Regions from separate parts of the Anser cygnoides genome. Here region 1 is linked to region 2. The links are chromatin contacts, called in public Hi-C maps. All regions are on one chromosome and are shown on one strand. Each heading gives the region's core, a stretch centred on a gene start, on an enhancer-like site or on the middle of the called end of the contact. The rest is flanking DNA. Distances are from core to core; before and after follow the strand shown. Region 1 holds the start of CCNL1 (cyclin L1). Region 2 holds the start of GFM1 (G elongation factor mitochondrial 1).

Region 1 (4,336 bases), core at 1,349-3,848, 380 kb before region 2:
AGCAAGCCTGAATGTCAGACTTCGGCATCTTTAGATTAATTTCATGCAGATTCACTCAGAATCTCACAGCAACAATACCCATTTCTCCAGAAAATAATGGGTAGAAGTGCACGATTTCTCTCGACATGATGCGTTTTAGACACCATGTAACATGCAAAAGTGACATTCTGATTTGGAACAGGCTAGCTGGAAAGATTTAAGTTCACAGGTTAAGTTCAGTTTCTCTCATCCTTTGCATGGCACAAAGAAAAAACTAATTTGTATTCTCCTTGCAAAGAAAAGCATTACATATGATTAATTAACCTTCAACGCCTGGATCAAGGCCAAAACATTACGAATCTCTGAACCAGCTTCAATAATCCAATAACCAGACTCCTTTCTCACAACTGTAGTTAAGAAACAATACTACAGAAGTCACCTTCAGTGTAACTTCAAAAAACTCTCTCGGGGCCAACAGCTTCAAAGGAAAAGCAAAAAAAAACAACCCACAAAACTAAGTTCCTTTCATTGTACAACACTAGACCATTCTTCTTGTATCTGAAGCTAACTAGCAGAACTTGAGCACGAGGCAGTAAAAGCCGACATTTTAGAAGCCAACACAACCAAAATAAACGTACCAAGAAACAGCTGGCTTCCCTAAGGGATTTCTACTCTGCTTTGAAAAGTTAACGCAACTCAGTTTGAGCTCCTGTTGATAATACTGAGCAAGACGTGAAAGTGTGAATTTAAACATCTAGTTGAAAACGACCACCTCTCTAGAACTATAAATTACCCTGAGTTCTAAGCGATCGGATACTGAAAGTAAAGCGACTTCAGCACAGCTGAAGTCTCCAACCTGTCTGTAACACTGCTGCACCACGTATTTAAGAGATATCTTACGTTTAACAGTAACTCCTTCCTTTCAACCATTCCTTGCTACCTCCAACACACCGTGTTAATTTGCTTTACACATGAGAACATACATCACTTTACACACAAAAAAGCAGTATTAGGCACTAGCAGCTGAGAACAGCTCTACAACTAGAACACACAAATTATCCGGATCTGCACACAGATCAGGTAAGCTCACATTCCCACTTTACTGACTGACACGAACACACAATGCCATAAAAAAACAGAAGTCTCACTTTTCGCAATTAAAGATGCCTTCAGCTTCCAAGGCTCAATTATACATTCCTTGTTGAAGTCGAGTCATTAAAGCTGTAAACACTGTAGGCCAAACCATACTTGCTTCAGATTCTAAAACTGCTACTTCTAAAAAGTAATACTGCTATCGCTGAGAGAAGTTCAGCTTTCGTCTTTTGTAAACTGGTACTTTATTGCCACTATAACCCCATTTGGGTGGGTACACGCTACCACAAGAAAAGCATTAGGACTACTGAACACTGTTAAAAGACTAGAGAATATGCACCAACCCACTAATTGGCTCATCATACCTAGCACTACCTTTCAAGACCTACGAGACATCAAAAAAAATCAATTAATAGCATACCTAAAACTACAACCACGGACCTAAAACTACAACTGATACTCAAAAAACTTGTAGCTAAATAAATAATAAAAGAGGCTCTACCAAACAGTCAAAAGTAATGTTAGAAGTAGTCAGCACTGAGCTGTACTGCCTACATAGCAGCCAATGCGCGCTCCTTTCTCAATTTTAGGTCGTTGAACTTAGCCTGGAAAAATACTGTGGATTGAGAACTGCAGCGCACATTAGTGACGAAAGATGCTGGTGCCGAGATGGAAACTACTCTTACCTTTTTGCTCTTAGCTGGCGCAAGTGATGGAACACGTTGATCACATCCCTTATACGCCGAGGCGCCTCTTCGATTTTGGACGCAAGATTGATGCAGGCCATCGCAACAATCTGAAAGGAAGCCCATTTCCACCGGGTTATTTGAACGGCGATAAAAAATTAACGCTAGGTAATTAAAGAGAAGCGTGGCCTGAAGGCCTTCAGGGAGCGGCACAGCGCCGCGCCGCGCTCACCTCGAAGCTGTGCTTGACGAAGGACTTGGAGTAGAAGAAGCGATGAAACAGCACCTGCCCCGTCGCCATGGCCACCTGCGGAGACGGAGCGGCGGTGGGTCAGTGAGGGAGGCCGTCAGTCAGTCAGTCAGTCACTGAGGGAGGCCCTCAGCCCGCCCGGCCGCCATTTTGTGCCGGGCACCCGCCGCCCCCCCCCGCCCCGCCCCGCCGCGCCACAATGGCGGCCGCCCCCCCCCCCTCCTCACGGCCCGGCCCGGCTCAGCCCCCTCCCCGACCTGCGGCAGGCGGAGGAGGATGCCGGCCGCCTGGATGAGCTCGCAGCCCAGGATGCGCAGGTCGGTCTCGCACTGCAGGTCCAGGCCGTCCTGCATGGACGGCGTAGGCGACAGGCGCTCCTCGGGGATCAGCGAGTGGTCGATGGTCAGCGACACCTCCGAGTACAGCCGGTCGCCGATCAGGATACCCGGGGCGGCGGCGGCGGCGGCGGAGGAGCAGGAGGGGGCCGGCGGGGCGGCGGCTGTGGCGACGGCGGCGGCAGGGGCGGCGGCGGGGGGGGCCGGGAGCGCGGCGGCGGAGGCCATGATGGCGGCGCGCGTCCGCACCCGCGGCCGGCCACGCAGAGACTAGCGCGGCCCGGCGCCGTGACGCAGCACCCCGCGGCGTCCGCGCGGGGCACGCCGGGAAAAAAAAGTCCCCCCGCGCGCCGCCGCCCCGCCCCGCCCGGCCCTGACAGACTTTTGGGGGGGGGGGGGGGTGGCGTGAAGGGGCCCCTTCAAGCTTGTCCGTTCTCCGTAAGGAACTCCTTTACGCTCCAGATAATTTGGAGAAATCGCCCTAAAAAGTGAAATTCCTGCGTCCGCACCAAAGGGCGAGTCAAGGCGGCCGCCTCTCCGCACGCCTTACACCGCAGCGGGCGGGTTGTGACTGGAAGCGGCTCGCCCTGAGCTGCCCCAGCTGACGGTGCTTGGTGTTCCTGAGGGATGCGGGCAGGAGAACAACCCCCACGTCGGGTAACAGCGCACAACTGCTGTGGTGCGGCGCTGACGTGAGCTGGGCCACGCGACTCCTGGCTGAGAGCGCAGTCCTGCAGTGTTACCTTCCACAGGCGGGAGTGTGCGGTACTGACCGGGCTGCCGTGGCTATGCCCAGGATTTGGGAACCCACACACATACCCCAGAGTTGGGAACCCACACACGCACCCAGAATTTGGGTACACACGCACATACCCCAGAGCTGGGTACCCACACACATACCCAGAATTTGGGTACACACGCACGTACCCCAGAGTTGGGTATCCACACACGTACCCCGGAGTTGCGTACCCACACACGTACCAAGTATTTGGGCACCCACACACATACCCCAGATTTGGGAAGCCGCCCAGCCCTCGCTGCCCCCCATGCTGTCACACCCCGGTATCTCATGTCCCCACAGATCCCGGTGAGGATCCCTGCGGATTATCGGCCGTGCTGAACACATCGCCAAGCCAGTCCTGGAGGCTTCTGCGTCCCGTGGGTGCTCGCTGTGCACCTAGCCCATCGCACACAGACCTTGGTGCCAGCGGGCCGCCATCTGCACCCACTTTTCCTTACTAAAAACGTTATTTCTGCCAGCTGCACCAGTGTGGTAGCTCTTGACTACAGACACGCTGTGTATGATGCATTTATTTCTAGCAACAGGTTATTGAAGAGCGGGGAACGACCCCCTTTTTAGCAAGCTGTTATTACCGTAGTAGTTTACTACTGCAATTGTGTGCTGCTTGAGAAACAGTTCTGGCAAGCCCCAAGGGGGGCGGTGGGCAGCCGGGGCGCACCCCCACACACCCCATCGGTACAGCAGGGGTTCTACAGAGCCCAGCCCCGTTTCGGCAGAAGAGCTCGGCACAGAGGCGGCACAGCCGGGCCCCGGCTCCTCCTGGAGCCCGAGCCGCCGCTCCCTCACAGCGCTGCCGGCACCGAGCCCCCTCAGCGCCCCGCAGCAGCCCCTTCCCCGGCCGGCCCGCCACGGGGGCGGCGGAAGCGTACTTTCCGCTATCGCGTCACTTCTCGGAACGGCCGCGCCGCGCCCCGCCCGCCTGCCCGTCCGTATCCCTCCGCGGCCGCGCACCCGGCCGGGACTACCCGCCCGCAGGGAGACGCGAACTGCCAGGAAAGCCCCGCCCCCCCGGCGGGCAGCTTCGGAACCTGATTGGCTCCCGCGGTGTGATTGGCAGCGCCCCGCGCCGTCAGCGGGCCGCCATGTTGCGTGCGGGGCAGGGAGCGGCCGCTGTGGGGCCGTGTCCCCGGCCGTCCCCGGCCGGCTCTGAGGGCAGGCAGGGCGCGGCCATGTCACACAAAGCGCCACACTG
Region 2 (4,528 bases), core at 1,525-4,024:
ATTAAAGTTTTTTTCCCCCCCGCATTGTGCGACTTGCACAGAAAGCAAATTCTGTTCTTACTTTTTGTGGCCAAAATAATTTGTTCTGGTGATACAGCAATCAATAGCCATTTCAGTACCCTGTAGCCACTGTATATAGAGCTTTAAATTCATACTTTAAATTGGTATAGAATCCCCAGATTCATCTTGATTTTTAAAATGAAAAAGTGAGAGGAGTACTAAAATAACAAATACTACTTTTAAATTGTGTTTATCAGGTTTATCAGCATTCTTACGTTCATAAGCTGCACTTGCATCTCTCATCTCCATCTCTAGCCTGTTAATCTCATATTTCTGGTCCTTTGTATGTTTCCTTTGGAGGTAGCCCATTATTCTTCATTCTTGAAGGTTCTCCATTGAGGTTTTCCATTACTCTAGAATAAAATCACTGTGTCGTAAGAAACTCAGATGTAACTATCAGCTCCTAATTGGAAAAACATGGGAGAATTGATTCAGTAATGTGCAACCATTCATTATCCCATTTCTTGTTCTAAAAAGCATTTCTTGTTCTAAAAAGCTATATCCCTACATGCAGGAAACCATTTCCCCCCTCAGCTGAGATGAGTTCTTATATTATTTCATACCCTGATTTAGTGGATGTAGAAGGATCCTACATCTAACATTTGACCTCCCTTGACACTTTTCTCACTGTCGTTTGGTGAAAGGGTCTGGTGTTCTATAGGAAAGCAAACTGACTGAGAACAGGAAGTGTCTCTGTATTAGAAGTGTTAAGTTTGTGTGCTGTCTCGTTACTCTGATCCCATGTTGTAGAATGTTGTATCTACAGAAACTTACTCTAGCATTAGCACTAAAGCATATATTTCAAGGCTAAAACATAGTGTAGCCTTCAAAAAAGTCACTATGTTAAAATTGTTTAAAAAGTTTAATATTCATGGCTAAAAGAAATGGTCTAGGTTGTATCTTTCTGCAGATTCCTCAGATTATTTAATGTTGCTTATTAATGTGTAAAAAAAAAAGTACTTTTTTTGAACTGATGAGAAAATAATAGTTTCTCTGCTTGTTTAACACAGTGGCCTTATTTCTATTAGAGCAAATACTAGTAGCAATAATTTTTTGCTGTTGCACTGTTCCACCAGCAGTCAAGGTAAGAGGATTTACTGTAGTAGGCAGCGTGTGTTGTAGCTCAGACATGCGCACATCCCTTCTGCTGCTGATGCTGTGGGAGCTGAAATCTCTGACAGGGAAACAGGCAGAAAGCCATGTGTACTACCACAGTAATAATACCTGCGGAGGATGTCTGCCAGAACCCTTAATCTAAGGATGCTTTTATTCTCTTCAGAAGGTAAGAGTACAGCTTAGGGCCTGATCCTTCATTCACTGAAGACATCAATTTTGCAATTAATGTAAGTGAGAATATCAGGCCATAGAGGCATTTTTCAGGCATGTCACTTAAATTTCCTAATGATAAACAGCAGAAAACAATATGTTGTAACTTCAGCAGAAATCTGAATTTTGAGAGATGTTGCTATTTAACAGAAGACAGAATTCATCTGACTGCTTGTATTTTTGCCTATGCTTTACTGGGATGGATGAACATAAACAATTGAGAAAATGAGAACATCATGGGTTATAAAAAATCTTAGTAGAAAGGGGCTAATAGTCATTATAGACTACTTTGTTATGCAAAACAATGTTAATGTTATGCAAGAGAAATTGTTCTACATAGGAACATCTGAAACTATAGTTCTTTAATAAAGAGTTATTTATTATTTATGTTTAGTGTTTGGCTTACTTTATACCACAATGATTTGTGCATTACTCAGTTTGGGCTGCTCTAAAATATTCTTCCATGTGACATCAGTAGCAACACAGCAAGGGAAATGGGTCTCTTTCCAGAAAAAAACATGCATTTACTACAAACAAAAAAAAAAAAGCTTTGCAACAAGAAAACATTTGGTCATGGGCCAAGTGTTTCTTACATTAAAGACTAACTATGATTATACCAGGAAAGAAAAGTATCTCTACTCTCAAATATTTAAATAAAATTTGCTATATACATTACTTCATTGAGCTATCATTTGAGTGTTAGAATGTCATCTCTTCCAGCTGCTACTTTCCAGTTTAGACCATGTGACTAAGTGCACAGTCTGATCACTTCTTAAATTCAGACACGCTTGGTGCAGTGACTACTTCACTGGGGAGCCTGTTCCAGTGTGTGTTTTTTTCATAAAGTATTAAAAATAAGCTCAGTCCCAAGAAGCCCTTAAAGAGCAGGCCAACTCTCCTGTCCCTCTCAGTCACTGCTGTCTCCCAAGTCCCCAGGCTGAGAGGTGCTGGTTATCACAGTCCCATAAGTGCACACTGAGCCTTTACATGCCATAACCCAGGCCTGTCTACAGCCATGGTTCCCTAGTATAAGTAGCCCTTATTTTCATCTGAGTCAATATCGTTTTTTGGGGGGAAGATGAGTTGTATTCTTTTTAGGGTCTCACATTTACATGTCAAAGCCCCCCAAAAGCAGGAGCCGCCTTGCACCTCCCATTACTCCCCAACGTGCCCGTGCAAGGCGAGGGCAGAAGGGCAGGGTGAGGAGGCGGGAGCAGCTTCAGCATCGGTTTAAAACCGAGAATTCCGGCAAACGTGGGAACGGCGATATCTGAACACCCCCGCTTTCTGCGCTTTTACCCTTGCGCTACCCAAGGAAGCGCTCAGGCCTCCTCCTTGCCGGCGCTCGCCGAGGGCTGCGCGCAGGCGAAATCCCCTCAGGCGGCCCCGGGGCGCCCGATCCCGGGGGCACGCAGCGAGCCCCGGCCCCGCTCCCGGCTCCCGGCGGCGCCGGCCCCGCATGCGCCGCGCTCCGGAAGCGTCGCGTTGAGGCGGCGGCGGGCGGCGGCGGCCATGCTCCGGGCGCTGCGGGCCGGGGCGGCGCGGGGCCGCCAGCAGCGGCGGCGCGGGCAGGTAGCGGGGCACGGGCGGGGACCGGCCGCCATTTCGCGAGGGGCCGCGGCGGGGGCCGGGGAGCGCCCTGACAGGGCCCGGCCGCGGGGACGCGCTGAGGGGGAGCGGGCCTGCGCCGGGCCGCACCGTGACGGGGCGGGAGGGGGATTGGGGAAAAGAGGCCAAAAGTGGCAATTCTGGGAAAAAAGGGTTGTCTGTATTCGACCTCGAGAAGTCCCTCGTTGGTCTGAAGGCGCCCGACTGGCGGAGGAAAGCTGGAGTGGCTCCATCAAGGGGATAGGGATAAAGGACAACGCGGCGGGCCTTGGCCTGGGGGGGCTGCCTGGTTCCTGGGGGCTCTGGAGGGCTTCAGGATGCTCGGAAAGGCCGCCTGGGAGCAATTTGCTGTAGAAGAGCAGGCTGACCAGAAGTTTTTTGAGCTGCGTTTGTATCTGTTCTTCCCTAAACCAGCAATGATCCTCTCTTCCAGTTTCTCCTGAACGTCTGTAGGCAATGCTCCTCAGGCATCCTTCCCAACGAGAGGATCCGCAATATCGGCATCTCCGCCCACATCGACTCGGGGAAGACAACGTTAACGGAGCGAGTCCTCTTCTACACTGGCAGGATAGCACAAATGCACGAGGTCAGTTTTCGGGGGATGCCAGAGCAGGGTGGCTCTCTGTGGGCTGTGTTGGGTGCCATCGCAGCGCTGCTGAGACTTGTTCATCTGCAGCCTGCTGTGTGGGGTCAGGGAGCTGTGCCTACAGACCCGGTGGGCACGCTGTCCTTGATGCCCCTTTAAAAATAAATGGAGAAGAAGGGAATCAAAGTGATCCCTCATTTGCTGCAGTGTTCTCCCTCTTCCAGAATACTTAAAATCATATTTCGAGACTTCTCCCTATCTCTGGTAAATATACCATGGGAGATGCATGTTTCTTTTAATACTGTCAGAGAAGGCTGTGAGAAACTGAGAGAACATAAGGATATAGTTTTTACATTCAGATATATTAGTTTATTAAATTAACAGCGAAGCTTAATTTGTGGCAGATTTTTGATAACCTCTTTCAGGGTGATGATCTTCAGGAGAGCAAAACACTGGCATAGTAGATGAAGCTGCAAAAAAATCAAGCTTCTTTGCACTTCAGGAATTAGTGATTCTCTCACATCTCCTTTTCATTGCTGCGTGAAGGATGATGCTCACTGTATGAAGGATCACTCCTGCTCCTGTAGAATTCTCAGTAAACTCTTGGAATAATTTTTATTTATTTATTTGTTGCTAAGGTGAAAGGTAAGGATGGAGTTGGAGCTGTCATGGATTCAATGGAGCTAGAGCGGCAACGTGGAATCACGATCCAGTCTGCAGCAACGTACACCATGTGGAAGGACACCAACATCAACATCATAGACACGCCAGGTAATGGCAGTTCTGAATGCTTCAGGGTTGCTCTTCCTTCGTATATAAAAAACATGGTGCCATCTTTGTGCTCATTAGTGACTGACCTTGAGATTTGGTATGTCTGGAGACCGATTTCATTGGTGTTGCTGTTTTCTGCAGCTGTGAGAAAACCATTACTACTTTTTATCATCTATG

The links. Hi-C and Micro-C count contacts between places; a contact is called where the count stands out from the background.
Region 1: a contact with region 2 is called in a Hi-C map of granulosa cells, with 1.6 times the contacts expected there. The contact joins the promoter of CCNL1 here to the promoter of GFM1 in region 2. A contact is called at or near these places in 2 of 7 Hi-C or Micro-C datasets (granulosa cells and liver).

Annotation. Positions count from the first base shown.
Region 1 is chr9:25,575,019-25,579,354 of Taihu_goose_T2T_genome, reverse strand. It overlaps CCNL1 (cyclin L1), which reads right to left and starts at 2,598. Exons shown (of 11, transcript XM_067002730.1): 1 at 2,265-2,598; 2 at 1,990-2,064; 3 at 1,758-1,867. The coding sequence starts at 2,570. It overlaps LOC136791478 (a long non-coding RNA gene), which reads right to left. Exons shown (of 2, transcript XR_010833695.1): 2 at 3,647-4,336. It overlaps LOC125182277 (a long non-coding RNA gene), which reads left to right and starts at 2,037. Exons shown (of 2, transcript XR_010833694.1): 1 at 2,037-2,324; 2 at 3,424-3,607.
Region 2 is chr9:25,190,073-25,194,600 of Taihu_goose_T2T_genome, reverse strand. It overlaps GFM1 (G elongation factor mitochondrial 1), which reads left to right and starts at 2,774. Exons shown (of 18, transcript XM_048059517.2): 1 at 2,774-2,958; 2 at 3,428-3,580; 3 at 4,219-4,351. The coding sequence starts at 2,899. MLF1 (myeloid leukemia factor 1) reads left to right here. Exons shown (of 7, transcript XM_048059367.2): 7 at 1-1,773.